Linked DNA regions of Drosophila melanogaster: all the other regions are linked to region 1. A link is a contact called in public Hi-C data. All regions are on one chromosome and are shown on one strand. The core of a region is the stretch at or near the end of the contact, and the rest is flanking DNA. Distances in the headings are between cores, read along the strand shown.

The links. Hi-C and Micro-C count contacts between places; a contact is called where the count stands out from the background.
Region 2: a contact with region 1 is called in a Hi-C map of the Kc167 cell line, with 2.4 times the contacts expected there. A contact is called at or near these places in 2 of 107 Hi-C or Micro-C datasets (the Kc167 cell line and the S2 cell line).
Region 3: a Hi-C map of the Kc167 cell line shows a contact between it and region 1, with 2.1 times the contacts expected there. A contact is called at or near these places in 2 of 107 Hi-C or Micro-C datasets (the Kc167 cell line and the S2 cell line).
Region 4: a Hi-C map of the Kc167 cell line shows a contact between it and region 1, with 4 times the contacts expected there. A contact is called at or near these places in 2 of 107 Hi-C or Micro-C datasets (the Kc167 cell line and the ML-DmBG3-c2 cell line).

What each region holds. Positions count from the first base shown.
Region 1 is chr3R:24,572,361-24,575,303 of dm6, forward strand. lncRNA:CR46094 (long non-coding RNA:CR46094) reads left to right here and starts at 1,410. Exons shown (of 1, transcript NR_133443.1): 1 at 1,410-1,944. All of the region lies in intron 2 of REPTOR (Repressed by TOR), which reads right to left.
Region 2 is chr3R:31,594,678-31,597,620 of dm6, forward strand. It overlaps RpL6 (Ribosomal protein L6), which reads right to left and starts at 1,527. Exons shown (of 3, transcript NM_170554.2): 1 at 1,371-1,527; 2 at 844-924; 3 at 115-786. The coding sequence starts at 1,481. The coding sequence ends at 247. It overlaps CycG (Cyclin G), which reads right to left. Exons shown (of 6, transcript NM_001276217.2): 6 at 1,965-2,943. CG1774 reads left to right here. Exons shown (of 2, transcript NM_143618.3): 2 at 1-42.
Region 3 is chr3R:17,702,307-17,705,249 of dm6, forward strand. lncRNA:CR46035 (long non-coding RNA:CR46035) reads left to right here and starts at 1,389. Exons shown (of 1, transcript NR_133415.1): 1 at 1,389-2,943. The region is part of intron 4 of osa (osa,); the gene reads right to left.
Region 4 is chr3R:29,773,586-29,776,528 of dm6, forward strand. lncRNA:CR46110 (long non-coding RNA:CR46110) reads right to left here and starts at 1,466. Exons shown (of 1, transcript NR_133481.1): 1 at 739-1,466. All of the region lies in intron 1 of kay (kayak), which reads left to right.

The DNA of each region.
Region 1 (2,943 bases), core at 160-2,659:
TATAACACTTTTTGTGTGCATGTGTGCTTTTATGTGCTGCCCAATACACTGGTTTTGTATTCTGGAGTCTCTTTAACGTTTTGTTGGATTATTTTTGTTGGTCTGCGCTCGTCAAACGTTCTTGACCGATTGATAAAAAGTGTGCAAAGCTCGGCGACAAAGCCAAAAAGCAGAGCGCCAAAAGCTCTCCAATCGCTTTTGTTTTGATTGTACAGCTGGAAGAGAGAACACGGAAAAAAACCGGTCCCTACATTAAATTAAAAGAATATTTTTTTAAGTGGTATGCAAAACCAAGATAGTTTTTGTTTTCATTTAATAAAATTACACATTGGTATTAAATATTTTTTTCGGTGTGAGTAGCGCAGCTTATGAGAGCGCATGCCCCACCATCTCTCCCACTCACACACCTAACGAATGTCTGTTGCTTCTTTCACTTCGTCTTTTCCATTTTGGAGAGAGAGCAAGAAGAGGGGAATAAGAGAGGCGGAACAAAAAGCTCGAGTACAGTCTGTTGTTTTGGTTTTTATTATTCTTCTGCTTTTTGCATTTGATTATTAAATAAATTCATTTACAAAGCTTTTCCGCCACTCTCTCCTTCTTCCCTTACCTCTCTTGTTTCCTCTTCCTATCACCCTCTATTTTGACGTCACTTTCGTTGTTTACTTCAGCTTGTTTTCCCTTTTCTTGCACATTCGCCGCCGTTGTTGTTGTTCTCGTTCGGTCTTTTTTATGCAAATTTTTGTTATGAAATTGTCTGGCGCTTTGATTTCGATTTGATTTTATTTTTCGCCAGTGTAAAAATAAACTTGTTTACAACAATCGAAAAATACAAAATACTATAAGTATTTTGCCATTGCAGAATTAAGTAAAATTGCAAGCAATAAAAGAAGCAGAATGCGCGCGTTTTTCCTCGCTGACGTTGCACTTTTTTTTGCACACGATCTTTATTAGTTTGTTTATAACAAAACGAATCAAGAGATCGCAAAAACAGCAGTATCAATTCAACTTCTGAATCCACCGCCTATCACTTGGATTCTTTTAGATACTTTTGTATCTCATTTCTGCGATCGATTTGTCTGAGTTTCCTGTGAACTTCTCGGATATTTTCAGCTGATGAAATTATGCCCCATTAAAGAGTAATGCGATACAGCTTAGTTGGCATTATGAACGTGGAAAACTGAAACTTCAGCGGATATATTTTACTCGGCTTTTATCAGGTTGGGTTTTTGTTTATATTATATTGAATTCTGATAAAATCGTTATTTGTTTATATTTCAACTGGTGATAAAAGCATACTAGGAATTCACTGATTTCCCTGAATTCCCATTTCGGAATTAATCAGAACTGTCAATCATAGCCTTGTATGATGTATGTATGTGTGATGTATGTCATTTATGTACATTTAATATATTCAAGAATTCTTCATAGATAAACCAACTTCAAACTGCATTTATTTTTGTAACTTCCAAGGACCCACTGAAATTTATTACCTTAAAGATACCAGGCAACATGAAGGGTCTGCAAATTCGATTAAATTAAATTTTAGCGACACATAATGGAAATTCTGGACAGGAGAGGAAAATAACCAACTGACGCACGGAGTTACATGTGTATATTTGTTATTTATACAGTAGCTGCTGTGGCAGAAAATCACGACCATGTCCTTGAATACGAAATTGCGACCCAACTTGCAGAGGGAACGCCAAGGATACGTAGGGAGCAGCAAGGATAACAGCCCGATCCCACGCTCTGTTTAACACCCTCAACCGCCACGACAAAAGCACAAATTGTTTATACGTACATATATACAGCTGCGGTGAAAATAATAGCACCGGAAGTGCAGGGATTTAGGATATAGATAAAAATAGTTCTTATACAAAAGAAAGAAATTGTAATTTATGTACAGTTAATTAGTTAGTATTTTTGAAATAAACCTTTTAATTGAAATCTTGTTATTTCCAAAATTTCATTTATAATTGTTCAATATAAAATTGTCCGTTTAAGTAAGCTTTACATAGAAAATCGTTTTATATCATTTTCATATCGTTTTCATTTTCATATCGTTATATTTGTGACCTCGACTGTATTTATCCCTGTTCAAGGAGGCATGTAGAATGATTTTCAAGGACGTGGGCGCCGGCATTTGAGTATTTACAATATATATTCCCGATACCCGACGCCGCCTACGTAACAAAGTGGGATTAGATACATACATAGCTATGTATGCATTTGTATATGTACATATGTACTTTAGGGATGCGTGGGCTTTACGATTCGGGTTCCATGGGATCGAAGCTCCACACTTTCACTTTCGCTTTTCCTGCGCCAAAGTTCAAGGCAGTGCAAAGCTTCGAAGACCTTGAATAGCTTTTTTTCTTCCTTTTTTTTCGTGGGCGTTGTCCTTCGTCGGCGATTTCAATGGTCGTTTCCCCACACAATCCACAATCTTATTTATGCATAGGCGCGAGTTTTCCGTTCGCTGTGAATTTTGACCAATTCGGAAGCACGCCAAGGCATAAATAATCCCTTATTAATTAATTAGATTTTGGGCCGCGTATCCCTTTTTCCACAAGGCCATGTGACAACGCCCAGAGCTTTGGTTTAAGCCTTTCGCTAAGCTTCCCGGCGAAAGGCTTTCTCGCGAATCGATGTTGTTTTTGTTATGAATAAGCAGAAGCACAACAAAAATGCCAACCGCAGACTGTCAAGGACAGTGGGCGTAAAGTGGGCGAACCGAGTGGGCATCACCGAGATGTCCTTCCGAACTCGAGCATTTCTGCGTCGTAATTTTCCAGCACAGCAGCGGGAAAATGGCGAAAATCCACCCCCAAGGTTTTGGTTCATTCTCTTTGCCATCTTTTTATTTCTCTCTTTTTTTGTTGTTGTTTTTATGGGGGCTAGCCGGCTGGTGTGCGTACACAAAGTCTATACACTGATGCAGTC
Region 2 (2,943 bases), core at 277-2,776, 7.0 Mb after region 1:
ATAATTTATAGGATATATCAATGAAATAAAATTGTAGAAAGGAATTTAAATTGATGCTTGTGTGCAATTATTGGATTTTAGAAAATGAACTAATCGTCACAGCTGGGGTTCTTTGATGAAAAGGCCAAAACTTTCCGTTTTGTAAGGTTTATTTTACAAATCCTGTTAGTCTAACCAGCGGGCGCGCTTGTACAGTGTTTTTGCTTTAGAAATCCTTAAACTGAAGAACCAAATCCATCCCCTCGCTTAGAATCGCATGCGGTGGGGGTATTGGGAGGAGTGCAGGGCAAACATGTTCTGCAAGTACTTGGCGAAGAACTTGCCCTCGGGATGGGCCTTGATGACCTTCAGCAGGGCGGCGTCCACCTCCTTCTGGTCCTTCTTGCGCTGCTCGTTGGGCACGAAGCGCTCCTTCTTGGCCGCGAAGATGTCGGCCTCGCCGGTCTTCTTGTCCTTCTTAGCCTTCAGACGGCGGAAGTAGGCGTCGTTCAGGTGCTCGGGCACCTTGAAGGCACCGAGATCCACCTTCGAGGAGGTGCCGATCACGTAGCGCTGGGACACGCGACGCAGCGGGCACGAGTTGAGGGCGAAGGGTCCGGTGACCAGCAGGAGTCCGGAGGCCAAGACCTTCAACAGGACGACGCGCTTGCCCTGGTGGCGTCCGGCCAGCAGGATGAGCACGGTTCCGGGGGTCAGGTTGCGGCGCGTGTTGCGTTTGTGCTCGCTGAAGTTTGCCTTGGAGGGGCGCTTCTTCACGAACGTCTTGGTCGGGTAGGAGGCCTTGCTCTTCTTCAGGAAGACCGTGCGCTCACCGCCGTTCTTGGGTCCTCCGATCTTCTTCACCTTCTTGATGGGCACCTTGGCCTTCTCCACGACGGGGCTCTTCTTGTCCTTCAGGCGGTACAGAGCACGACGCTTGTACATCTGAAATAGGTTGGAAAAGTGGTTAGCTTGATCCTTGATCCACAAGCCTTTGAACTAGGGGGTTATTTTGTTTACGTGTATCACTAATACGCTCCACTTGTTGCACAGTCACAAGCAAGGGCATTGAGGATTATTGAACTTATTTGTGAGAAGAGTAAACAATTTAGGCAAAGTATGCATGGTTTGTACTCATAGCCACTTGAACACACGGGAATTAAAATAAATGCATTTGGATTCAGGAACCGCACTGACGAATACTGAGTTTTCAAGTAAAACTAACTCAAAGTGGGTGGATGGTGTGTGGTCCATCCCGCGGATAGATGAGCAAGTATCGGATCCCTTGGAATCGGAGAACCACAAGTAAGCCACGCTGCTGCGCCTTCTCATCGGGCGGAGGCGTCACTCGGGCCAGAGGCCATTTCCCCACTGTTTCCGGCGATATTTACCTGGGCCTTGGAGTAACGCAGGATACCGCCCTTCAGGTAGGAGTTGACGGGGTGCTTCTTGCCCTTTTTGGCCGACTTGGCCACCTTTTTAGCTTTCTCGATGGGTGCCATTGTGAAACACGTGTACACAGCACAAAAATTATTGGAAAAGGAAGGTTATGTCTAGAGCGGTGTGACCAGGGCGGTCGATACAAAAATACCACCCGGTTACCGAAGAAATACCAATTCAGTTTGTAAACATACCATCTATATACCCCAAATTAAAACATAATTTCCCCAGCATTGATTATTTCTACTCAAGAGCTGAAAGTTACAAATATAGTTTCAGTTCCTATAACAGTGGATTTTAATTAACATTAGAACTCATGTTTATAGCATTATTTGTGTAATCGGGTCTGCTATCGATAAAAAAAATGCACACAGTCGCAATATAAAAAGTATCGCAACGTTTTAAATCTATTGCAATAAAAATCGATAAGCTTAACGGTCGATTTATTGAATGACCAATTTAAAAAATTAAACAGTCAGAAAGATAAATAATCCGAAATATGTCAGCTTAAAGATAAAATAAATTGAAGACACGCCTTTTCATTTACCATTTAATAATACTTTTTTCCATTTATTTGTTGTAATGTGTATAATGATTTAAATCACGAGCTTCAGCTGTTTTCAAACAACTTGTTCCACATTTCTTTACACAATGATCCATTTGCTTATAATGATTCTGGTGGACGCCTAAAGTAGAGTCTAATTGTTAGTTACAGGATGTAATTTAAAATAAATAAAATGAGTGGTTCGTAATGTACAGTATGAATTCATTTCGTGTGGTAACTAATCCTAAAGTGTAAACCTCAACCGAATATAAGCTCAAAACTTGACGATGGGCAATTGCCCACCATCATTGTTATCATGAATAAAAGTAGTCGTCAAATAAAAACTAAATATACAATAATTGAGATTTTCATTCATGTTTTTGATGTTGATACTTGCAAATATTTAACTAACTCCGCGCTAAATACAATGTAAAATTTGCTAGTTGTTAAAATTATGAAATCTCAGCCCGTGGCAGTCGATGGTAGAAAAACTTAGTGCTAGACATATTTTCACCGCTTTCACCTTTCTCTTAATCGCCTAATCGTCAATTGGCTGTTATTTATAGTGGACTAAGCTTAAACGAACACATGATGATCTCCGTCGCTTAAATATAATTATTTGTTTCGCATTTCGACTGTGTTAACAATGTATTCGGATTCTGCTTTCTCACTCACAGCTTTCACAGAACTGATCTTCAGGCTGTGGTTCAGAAGGTTACTGAAGTATAGGGAATCTATTGCACAATTGTTAGTTGAGAGAACTTGAATATTTACAGCAAAGTCGCCGGGCTTATTTACACTCGATCGGAAGTCGGGGTTATGGAAATGGTGCTGGTGCTGGTGTACTCACATTTCGCCGGAGTCGCCGCTGCACTGCGTCTGGCGTCACGCCAGCGGATGGCCACGGACGGAGTGAAATAAAACAGGCGAGTTTGTTGTAAATATTCATGAAATCTGAATGCCCCTTTGGCGGGGCAAAC
Region 3 (2,943 bases), core at 139-2,638, 6.9 Mb before region 1:
TGCGGCCAGCGAAGAGATAAAAAATAAGAGAATTAAATGCACAAAGGAGCGGCACACACGAAACCGGCGGAAAGGAGAGGGGCAGCCGGGAATTTATAAACACAGCCATTCTCGGAGAGAAAAAGTAATAAACTCGGGGATATCATAAAAATGAAAACAAGAGGGAAGGGCCAGGCCAACGCATGCAACCCGCATTCTGAAATACCCTAGCTGAAAGGTTTTGCCATTCCAATTAGTAAGTTTCAAGCTAGTAGGATGATGCGTTGTAAAGATTACGCTCTATCGTCATAGATTAAAAAAAAAACAGTTCCATTAAAAATTGCAGGAAAGCAATATTCCTAATAAGCACCGTTGTAAGAGTGTTTAACTAGCTATAACTATTTATCTAGTTAAAAGTATTAGTATTTTAAAGCAACTAAACCTTTTGCTAAGAATACCACTCAAGTAGCACAAATTATAATGCCCCACTGCAAAGGGTGAAAACCTCAAAAACTGAAGCAATGAGAATGCGAAACAAACAAAAAAATAGTTCACCACCACATCCCGCATAGTCTCAGTCTCAGTCCCAGTACCCGCCGTCGTCTCCATTCTCGCAATCTCCACCCCCTCAAGTGCAATGGTTGGTTTTCATTATGCACAGCTTGTTCGCCGGATCGGAGGGGTTTAACCTCAGAGCCAGGGAACGAGATACTATATATATATATATATGTATATAAAGAACAGAGCACAGCTGAGCGACAGCCAGTCCGACTGTCGCTCATTAGACATCCATCCTCCACCTCCCAGTGTGGGAGAGGGTCGGTCTACGTCTCCATCTGCATCTGCATCTGCGTCTGGGTCTGGGGTCTGGATCTGTTTCTGATTCTGAATCCGATTCTGGGTCCGAGTCCGCTCGGATCCATGCTCATGCAATTTCTGTTTGCGCTTGCTGGAAATTTTATGAGCGAATCGAAAGTTTGTGCAATTGTGTTGAGTGTGCATGGCGCACATTGCACAAGGCAACCCAGACAGTACCACAAAACGCAGATGAACATACAGTCCAACTTCCCTGTGTTGATCTACAAATCGAATCATACTGAATAATTACAGATTCCTGGAATTATGATTAAGATCTAAGAAGTAGTAGTACATAAGTTTTACTCATTATTTTCTATTGAATCCAAATCATGAATTAATCAGAAATTATATTTTTAACCAAAATGTTATGGAAATCAAGCATTTCGAAAATTATAGCAATAATCAACCATCTGAAGTCCTTAGGGAATTCTTGGGTTTTTTTTTTGTTCATGATAAATAGTTCGAGTTATAGAAGTTCGACTGTATATAGAGAACAAATACTCGCATATTCGTTTATTCGTATACCAGCAGCAGAAGTCGCTTTGGATCTGCTCGGTTCGGTTGGGTTTGGTTCGCTTCGTTTTGTTTCGTACCGTTTCGTTTGCTCGTTGGCTGCTTTTGCCAGCGGAGCAGCAGTCAGTCGGTGGCCCCAATCCTTGCCCCGCACCTTCCGCCCTCATCCACTTACAATATGGCAAACTAACAGACTGTCAGACTGACTGGCAATCCGACGCAGCAACAGAGCAACAGACCAACAGCCACTGGCAGCAGTAAAAGCGAAAAAACGAACAACGAACGAACAACAACAGCCAACGTTGGCAGTCAACCACTTTGAGTGCTCAGACAAATGTCCCATTAATCGCACACTGGGCTCCAACCGAAAACACACGGCCCAGAGTCGCAGCCAGAGCTGCCAGAACCGGCAAGAGCCAGAGCCACAGCCACAGCCAGGGCAATAGCTAAAGCAAAAGCCAAAGCCATAGCCAGAGCCAGAGCCAGGCCAGACCAGACCAAAGCGATCCAATCCGACCGACCCTACTCGACTCAACTCGACTCGTTTCGAGCAACGTTTCGATTCGTTCGTGGTGTGTATCCAAACGAGTGAACTGAAAAACAAGCGCACAATCACACGACTCTCTGTATGTATAAAATTTGTATGCGTTCGAAACGAGGCAGTACACTGAAACATAAGCTGGGCGGCCTTTTGATAGGATATTATAAAGAACCATTACCTTGCCATTTTCATTAAATTATTGTTTCTGATCAAGTCACTCATCAAAAGACTGAACTTTGGCCTAAGATTCCAAACCCAGAGTAATCATATATTTCTTTCAAAGAATTCTTCTCTGTGCATCAGCGCCAACTGAAATGAACGTTCTTTTTATTTCGACTTTATTTTTGCCTTTTTTACTGGCTGCGCCGCCTGTTAAAATGAAAAACGATGATGATGCCGCCGCCGCCGCCGCTGCTGCTGCCAACAATAACAACAACGACAACGCAGCAGAGTCGCAGGCACAGCAATGAGTGGAGCACTAAAATCCCAGCAACAACGGACGAAGAAAAACCGGCAAAATTGTTCATTGGCAGTTGGAAGGCACCATAATGAAGGGGCACAGGGCACGGGGAAGATGGGGGGACCCGGTTGCGGAAAGGCCGTGCCATGTGGCTCTGGGGCTTTTGGGCTCGCAATCGCAATAGCAATAGCAATGGCATTCGCATGCCGGTGGTTTGAGTTTGGGCCCAAAGCCCCAACCGTGTGCACTGCACCACAGACAATTTCGGCTGGCATTAAATGAATGCAGCAGTTGTGTGCTGCTGGCGGCTGGCTGGCCCGCAAATTTCAGATGCTGATAGGCATACAGATAGATAGTCATGCCAATTGCCCACAGAGCAGAGAGAATATGACGCAGAACAGTCGACTTGAAATAAGTTTCTAAACTAGGACACGTCGATGGGGCTGGCTGTGTGCTCTTGAAAATCAATGGGACTGCCACCAGCCACTGGGTGGCTTAAATAACACGCTATATAGAAAAGGTGTCCCAACTGCCGCAGAAAGAGGAAAGCGGCGGCTAAAAGCCATCAGTAGTTAAATATTATTGCTGGCAG
Region 4 (2,943 bases), core at 216-2,715, 5.2 Mb after region 1:
GGAGAGCAGCAACAATGAAAGTCAAAGTGGAGCGCACAACGAAAAAGCCCGCCATCAGAAAGCCCGAGGATCCAGATCCGGCGGAAGAGGACAGGGTCAAGATGGTGCAGGATGACCCAGAGGACCAGGAGAACCAGGCGGTGGATGAGGAGGAGCTGGACTTTCTGCCCGCCGATCTAAGCGCTGCGATATCGACGGCGACAACGAAAATAGCAACACCGACGCGCAATCTTATCGTAAGTGCGATACTCTATTTGTGTACCCTACATACGCGGGAGTATTATCAGTCGGAGAACGGGTTGACTTTACAACTGTTACTTTCTTATAGGTCACATGCACCTTGGTAGCTCGGTCATATGCTAAAAGAATCTAAAGAAACTTGACCAATAAGCCCAAAATTATTGTGCTACCAATAGCGAATGGTTGCCTTGAAATTCCCTTGCAGATAGTTGAATCTAGAAAATAAGATGATTATTCACTTATGAATTCGCACACTGAAAGGGTATTCGCGCTTCGTTGCCATCTGGTTTTATTGCTATTCACTCGGATTAATAAAGAGGAAGTGGGATAGAAGAGGATAGGTACGGTCGGGCGGTACAAACTGGTACTGCATAGAACGCAATAATTCCGTACTCCCCCCGGTTTTGGATATGAATCTCAACATATCTCACAGAAAGCGTCTGAATGCTAAGGCTGACTTTGTCTGTGAGGCGAAAACATATAGAAAACGGCACACATACGGGTCTGGAAACTTGTTTAAAAAATATATTGAACTTTTTGTTTTTTGTTGTTGCCTTGTATACTCGTCTGCCTTTTTTTTTATTATGATTATTCGCCGAATTGTGTGGTGCGCATTTTGTTGTAGCTTTCCATTGTTATTGTTGCCGCTGTCTCGTTTTGGTTTTTATTTCGTATTTACTTTGTCGACATCTTTGGAATTTCAATTTACACTTTTGTTGTTGTTTCGCGCTGTCACTGTGCCGCTCTCTCACGCGCACAAGGCAGTTAAATGGCAGAGAGAGAGAGAGAGAGAGAGAGCCAGAGAGCGCGAGCAGCTCACACAGATACTTTTATCGCATGCGAGAGAGGCAGACGTGAGTGGGAGAGCGCGACGAGTGCGAGTGAGTGGCTTATTGTGCATTCCCTCGTTGCACTTGATTCGTAGTCGCAGCCAAGGTTGCCCTCTTTGCATTTGTTTTTCTATTGTTCCACTATCTCTCTGTTTCTATTTCGTTTGGTTTTCGGACATTCCCCTCACCATCCATCGCCATCCCCTGTGTATCTTGTATCTGTCAGATATTTGCACCCTGCATCTGTTTCTTTTTTTGTGGCGTAGGTGCGGTCTTTATTGCTGCTTGATTCTCGTTCGCAACACGTGCATCGCCAATTTCATATTGCTGCACTGTGGCCAATAAGCCAAGAAACCGCTCGGAGGTCAAGGCTTTCGCTTCCGTTTCTAATTGGATTCCACTTGGGACTGCGGCAAGCTATGAAATACTGGATAGCATATCTATCTGAAATTTGTATTTGCCGCATTTTGGTGTGATTTTAAATTTAACTTTGACGAAGCTTATTGATTTTCAAAGATATGTTTTTAAATGTCTATGCTAACTGTCTATATCCTTAGGTGGACATATATATTTTTTATTTTATTAGCAATAATGACTGCCACTTTCGGCTGCCTTTAGAATTCAAAGGGAAATCTTGAATGCGAAAATAGACTTGTCTTCTGTTCGGCACGCAAATCCCCCGGCTAATACCAGACTTGACAAGCGAAATATATATATGTACATATATATCTTTCCACCCCGATTTCCCATTCGGCTGACATTCGAAATTATGCTGCAGTTGATTTTGCCATAGAATTAAATCCAATGCCAAGGTCAAGTGGCACTCAGATGCTGCGGCTCACCCCCGTTCTTCCCCCCCCGAATACCTCGAATCCCCCCTCGAATCTCGCTGGTATTCCACTTAGAATGTCAAGCGACTCACGCGTCGAAATGTTTGAGATGCAATGTTGGGTATGGTGATAGGATGGGGATATGGCGATCGGGATGGTGGGCTTGGGGTTGTATTTTGCGATTATATGTATACTGAATATGGTGCTGTGCACTTGAACAACTCAAATTGCCTTTTTCGCATTGCGCTGCATAAAACATGCAGCGTGCTACATAAATATTCCATGCATTAAAAGCAAACGCATTAAAAGTCACGAGCAAATCGGCTAACGAGCAGCGAACTCTCCTCGGAGATAACCTTTTTACGGATTTTTATGTTTGCACACTCGGGGTCAAGAGAATAGGGTTTAATTAATTGCAAAACACAAGCTGGAGATCACATGAGATCACTATAGGTATAGGATAGGATTAATCCTAGAGATTGTGTTATTAGGTGATCACAACCACTTTCTGCCAATAATAATTGCCTACATTTATATTTGATTCGTTTTAGTATTGATTTAAAAAAAAAGCCCTTTCGTTGCGACACCAACTGTACAGAACAGAACCGCAGATTCGTTTTTTTTAGCGCTTTATAATCACGATCGGATATCCAGCAGAAATTGCCAATTTAATGTGCGCATCAACTAAAAATAAATAAATATAAAATTGCCAATGCTTCGGCCGCCGCCTTTGTTGCCATCGACATCAGCGTGCTCACTTAGCCAGCAAATAAATAAATAAATGCACACACATCACAACAAAACACAACAAAATAAACAATTAATTATTGTTGTTCTTGTCTTGTTGTAATTTCGTCTTCGGTTCCTACGTTTTTTATGGCGAATCTTTTACGACATTTCGCCTTTGCTGTCCTCGCACTCGTTTTCTCATTTCTTATATCTTATTTGCTTTTATTATTATGGCTTTCGATTGTTCCAGGAAAATTTCCGGGGATTTCGAAAATTCAACCGCGTTGCTTCACGCACGTTCATAGATTAAAATC